Linked DNA regions of Macaca mulatta: region 1 is linked to region 2. The links are chromatin contacts, called in public Hi-C maps. All regions are on one chromosome and are shown on one strand. Each heading gives the region's core, a stretch centred on a gene start, on an enhancer-like site or on the middle of the called end of the contact. The rest is flanking DNA. Distances are from core to core; before and after follow the strand shown. Region 1 overlaps ARHGEF12 (Rho guanine nucleotide exchange factor 12). Region 2 holds the start of ARHGEF12 (Rho guanine nucleotide exchange factor 12).

Region 1 (2,700 bases), core at 184-2,683, 96 kb before region 2:
CACTGCGCCCAGCCGACAACTCGCTCTTTTATAAGATTATATTTCTAAGTCACATGTTTTATTGCAACATTCCTCTAAATACAAGATAAAATTCAAATTTCTCATTCGTATCATTTGCTCTGAATGCCTACAATTTGCTACACTTTGGAAACATAAAGTCAGACAAGACAGTCCCTCTGCTCTCAAGGAACTTCCCATCTCATGGTAGGGACAAGCCATGAAAACAGAGAGGAGACGCGGCAGTAAAACAAAAAGAAGAGTACGAGAAGCATTCCCAAAAGCAGTATGTACTGCTAGAACAAGCTGAAGCCCTTTATAACCTGGACTCATGATTTGGCTTCTAAGATAATCTCTAGCCATTTCATCTATAACCCTAATACACCAGGTTGCCCTAAAATTTTCACTGCTCTCTCAAAATGTTTTGCATTTTCATACCTCAGTGCTCTTGTTTATATTTAGATTACTGGTATTTTGGAGCTAGGCAGAAGTAGATTACCTATTGCCTGAATAAGTGTGGAAAGTTAACTCCCTTTGTTAAAATTAATTAACTCAATTTTTTCTTTTGTAAAGTTACAGTAACAACGGTACTATTTCATAAGGCTGTTCTGAGAATTAACTAAGGAACATAAAACACATCACTGTGTATGTGATATATACCCAACAAATATTAGCTATTACCATTTTTTCCTTGAGCCCAAACTGAAATTTTCCATTAAAACCTTTAGCTAACCCAATCACGAGACTCCTATCACCATCTTTCAAAAATAAATAAATAAGTAAATAAAAACCCACAAATCCTCAGTTTGTTTTTTGGATGAGGAACTGGGTCATTGGGCCTAAGCCTCAAGAGACAGCCTGACTTATGGCTTAGACCATGGATTCCTTTTTAAAAAACAACAAAACAAAACAACCCCCATCCCAACAACCTTCAATAAGAGAGAAACTTCACATTGTTAAATAGTAGATGTGTGTATATGTAACAAAAGTCCCAAGAAGTGACATCTCTTCTATATGCAAAGCACTGTATTTCCTATTCTTTTTTTTTAAAGAAATATAACCCACAAAATTGATTTCATGACCCACAATTACAAAACATTCGTTCAGACAACTTCCCTCATCACTTTTAAAGAGGGTGATCTACATTTAAGTCATTATTCCTATCACTGCATACAATTTACAAAGTATTGTTGAGTAAATAATACTGAACTTAGCTTTTAAGTATTCATAGGTCTATGGTGCTACATCATATTCAGCTTAAAATGTTTTATTATCGTCTTAACAGATACTCATGTTCATCTGGCAGTTTCTGGGTTAATCAAGAAAGTGCTGTTACTAAACCTGGGCTATTAACTGAAGCCTATCTAACAGGACTAAGGTTTTTCCTCTTGGTAATGGCAAAGTGCCCCATGATTCAAGACTGAGTCACTCTGACCACAAATGGAATATTAACATGCTCTTAAAGATATCAACAGTTGGTCTCTCGGTTCAGTAAGAATGCACTGGCATTAGTAACTTCTCTACCCACGAACAAGATGCCTGCTGGGAAATTCCATCCCTGTAAAAGAAACAGTTGGCAATGGGTGTTCAAGGGAAAAAGTGAACTCTGGAATTAAAAGCTTATATACAACAGTATCCAGATTTCTGTTTATCAAATTGGTATATTAAAAATGGGGATGGTAAAAAGTGCTAAGACACCTCTAACTCACGTCACTTAAAATCAAATCTAGAAAGGGGCTGTAAAGAAGAATACAGAAGAAAAAAGATTTAGAACACTGAATACTTACATCTGCATTGTCACTACTGGGCCGAGAAGCATCTCCACTGCTACAGTCAGTCCTGCCCAGGCCATCTCCAGGATCTGTTTCTGCCTCACTGACTGTTAGGGTGTCACCTAAAGGTCTGGAGGGTGTAACTACAGCTCCATCCTAAAACAGATTAAAGAAAAACACACCCACACAAACACATAAAAGAAAACTTTCATTACTTGCTGCATAAAGAAATAGAGTGGTACTACAATCTACATGGAGACTGCTAAAAGTTGGACATTCTGATGTGCTCAAGTATGGTTAAAATTCTACAAGTAAAATCCATAAATAACTACTAATTCTGGGATTCTAAAATGGCATGACCTTAAAGACAGGGCAAGTGATATTTTGGTAAAAAGAATATAAGTTCAAACTTACAAATATAGCAAAAAGGTAAAATGTTTTGTTAATTGATATTGTCTGCCCATTAATTAAGGTTATTACCCTACAGTTTCTTGTTAACTACCTTCCAATGCTTCAGAGTGTCAATCAATGGTCAATTCTGGGACATAATACTATAACATAAATTATTACAAGCATTTAGATCAGGTTATAAGCATTTATTTATTTATATAATTTGAGATGGAGTCTTGTTCTGTCACCCAGCCTGGAGTGCAGTGGCAGGATCTCGGCTCACTGCAACCTCCGCCTCCATGGTTCAAGCCATTCTCCTCCCTCAGCCTCCCGAGTAGCTGGGATTACAGGCACACACCACCAAACTTGGCTAATTTTTTTATTTTTAGTAGACTCGGAGTTTCACCATGTTGGCCAGGATGGTCTCAAACTCCTGACTTCAGATGATCTGCCCGTCTTGGCCTCCCAAAGTGCTGCGATTACAGGTGTGAGCCACGCACGCCTGGCCAGGTTATAAAGATTTAGATAGCTGCCCAAACAG
Region 2 (2,700 bases), core at 39-2,538:
AAGTTATCTCCCAAAACAAACTGAGAAAGCCAGGGAGCGAGTCAGTCCAGAGTGAGTCGAGCTAGCGACAAATCCTCCAGAAGGCACAAGGAGAAACTTCCTCAGAGAGAGAAGTCCGCGCGCCGTGGGAAGGGGACCCGCGACTCCCGCCGGGGCTGGGGCGGGATCAGCTCTGGGACGGGTGTCGGCTCCTCCTCCGGAGTCTCGGGGCCTCGAACTCCCCGCCGCGGCAAGGGCCGGGGCCCTCCCTCCCGGCTCTCTATCTGGGGCTGCCGGCTGCTCCTGGCCGCAGCGTTGGCCGCGTCTCCGGCCGTCCCGCGCCGGGCTCGCGCGGTTCCATGTCCCGGGCCCGGGGCTCCTCCTCTGCTCGCCGCCCCCACCAGGCTCCCGGTGCTGGGACTAGCCGCGGGCGCCGGGGGAGGGTCCCGCGGCCCGAGGTGACAGGGACCCCGGTCTCTCAGCGCCGCGGGCTGCTCCCCATCCCTTTGAGGCCCGGACTCTTCCGCAGTCGCCAGAGGCGGCGGCTCCTCCCCGACGCTCCCCGCGAGGGGCGGGAGATGCCCGTCCGGCCCGGCCTGGAAGCCCTGGTCCGGGAGGCGGAGGCGGAGGCGGCGGCTTCTACCCGCGCAGGGCCGGCTCGCCGGGTTCTGGAGGCCCTCGCGGGAGCGCGCGCAGACAGCGGAGGAGGCCGGCGGCGGTGGGGGCCGCGCAAACGCGGGCGCGCGCGCGGGTTCCGGTTCCGGTTCTGGCTTCCCGGCCCTGGCCGCGTCCGGCGCGAGCTCGCGCTTCCCGTCCCCCGCCGACTTTTTTGGCCCCCTCCCCTCTGACTTCGGGAAGCCGCCTCACCCGGGATCCCTCCGCCGCTCAGGGCTGCGCTCCCGCCCTTGTAAGGACGCCTCCGCCGGAGCCCTGTTTGGGGGAGCGGAAAAGTAGTCCTGCGGGGCGGAGGGAGGTGGGACCCGTGCAGCCCCGGGAGGCCCACCAACCTCCCGCGGCGCCTGGGCCCCTGAGTGCCGAGACGTTGTCTTTCGAGGCCAGTTTGTACTAAGTCTACTTTCACCAGAGACCTCCTGAGAGCGCCCCCCAGATCCCTAGGACATCGTGCTGGGAGGCTCTTTGGAAATTACCAGCCCCCCTTGTCCTGGAAACTTTTATTCCTTAAGGGAATGTACTCTCTCTCCTGCCTTCTGGCTGCAAGCGTTCTACCAGTGCCCGGCCGGCGCCCCTCGCTGCCTCCGCAGGCCCCGCTCACCTGGGCACCTGCCGGCTCCGGGGGGAGAGCGCGGCGGGAGCGGGAGGCGCAGGGCTGAGGGAGAGCAGCTGGGGACTGCAGCCAGGGCTTCTCGGTATAAATATTGCTTTTAGGCTGTTTTTGCCTTGGCAAAATGAAATGTGTTATTTGCCAAATTGAGAAGGCATGGTGCTTTGCATGGCGACTTAACAAGTGTGTTGTGGAAAGAAATGGGAGAAGAAAATGAAGTATATTTATCCAGTAAATAGCATTACGGTTCTCTCTGAAGGGTTCCAAACGTTTTTTCGTTTTTTTCCCCTTCTGGGTAGAGAGATTTAGATACCCATCTAGTTTTATGATTGAATAATTCAGTATTATGGCAATTTAGGTACCACGTATAATGCAGTTCTTCAGTTCTGCCTGCAAACGTCTAAAGAGGCTATTCCCTTTATCCAACTATTTTCAGACTTTTGAGCGTAAACCTATGTTGGTGGCAAGGAATTTCAGCCATTTTGTGGAATCCAAGTAGCAAATCAAATCTAATAAACAGTGGATGTGGAGAGAGGAAACAATTACCTCTTAACAATGCTGTTGCAAAAAGTCATTCCACAACAGTTCATGAAAGGATCATTATCCCCGAATAGAGGCATGAGCTCACACTGACGTTAGTTAGAACGGGGGGGTGGAAAAAAAAAAGGAAAAGATAAACAGAGGCCAGAGACGACTCTTTATTGCTCGATTTTTAGGTTCAAGGCACAGCCAGCTAATTTTGTAATGTTTATTTTTGGAAAGAATAGAAGCAGATTAGCCAAGGCACTTTCCTAATGATGAGACCAGGACACATTGCCACCTGCTGGTGTATCCTAGCATGACAATTCTACCCTGAAGACTCTTAAATTGAGTGTTTACATGTAACTGGAACGAATCCCATTCATCTCTCTCTCTATATATATATACACACTGACCAAAATGCAAACCTTATTCCCAAACTTAATAAATCTTTCTTAAAAGTATTAAATATCTTATTTTCCCCTATTCTAATAATGTTACAGTGTAAGTATCAAATTAATTGAACCCAATGACTCATCAAATCATGCATTTTAAAAATGAGTTCCTCTCTTCCCTTAATACTTGAGGGAAGCCTCAATACTTAAGCTTCAGGAATAAAACAAACTGGGAAAGTTTCCTAATTCACCTTCTCTTCCTTGCATACAAAACCTCTTGGCAAGCTGCTTTCAAGATCTTTCCAAACTTAAACAGACCCACGGTTCTAGCTGTGAGCAAAGAAGGCATTTTGCTGTGGGAAAGCTTCAGAAGATGGTAAGCAAAAGATTGAATTAAGCTGTGGTTATTCATTCCAGAACTAATTTTTTTTTTTAATGATGGAAAATCTCTGTAGTCACCTACAAAGCATTGATGATTTAAAAAACAAACAAACAAACAAAAAACCTGAAAGCCTCTTTAACGCT

The links. Hi-C and Micro-C count contacts between places; a contact is called where the count stands out from the background.
Region 1: a Hi-C map of fibroblasts shows a contact between it and region 2, with 2.2 times the contacts expected there. The contact joins the enhancer-like site here to the promoter of ARHGEF12 in region 2.

Annotation. Positions count from the first base shown.
Region 1 is chr14:121,119,199-121,121,898 of T2T-MMU8v2.0, reverse strand. It overlaps ARHGEF12 (Rho guanine nucleotide exchange factor 12), which reads right to left. Exons shown (of 40, transcript XM_077964534.1): 10 at 1,785-1,925. Among named protein-coding and RNA genes, the nearest start is that of ARHGEF12, 96 kb to the right of the region's middle. Within about 2 kb of position 1,433, at least 4 of the 40 cell types and tissues checked have an H3K27ac peak or open chromatin away from gene starts, as enhancers often do.
Region 2 is chr14:121,023,197-121,025,896 of T2T-MMU8v2.0, reverse strand. It overlaps ARHGEF12 (Rho guanine nucleotide exchange factor 12), which reads right to left and starts at 1,288. Exons shown (of 40, transcript XM_077964534.1): 1 at 1-1,288.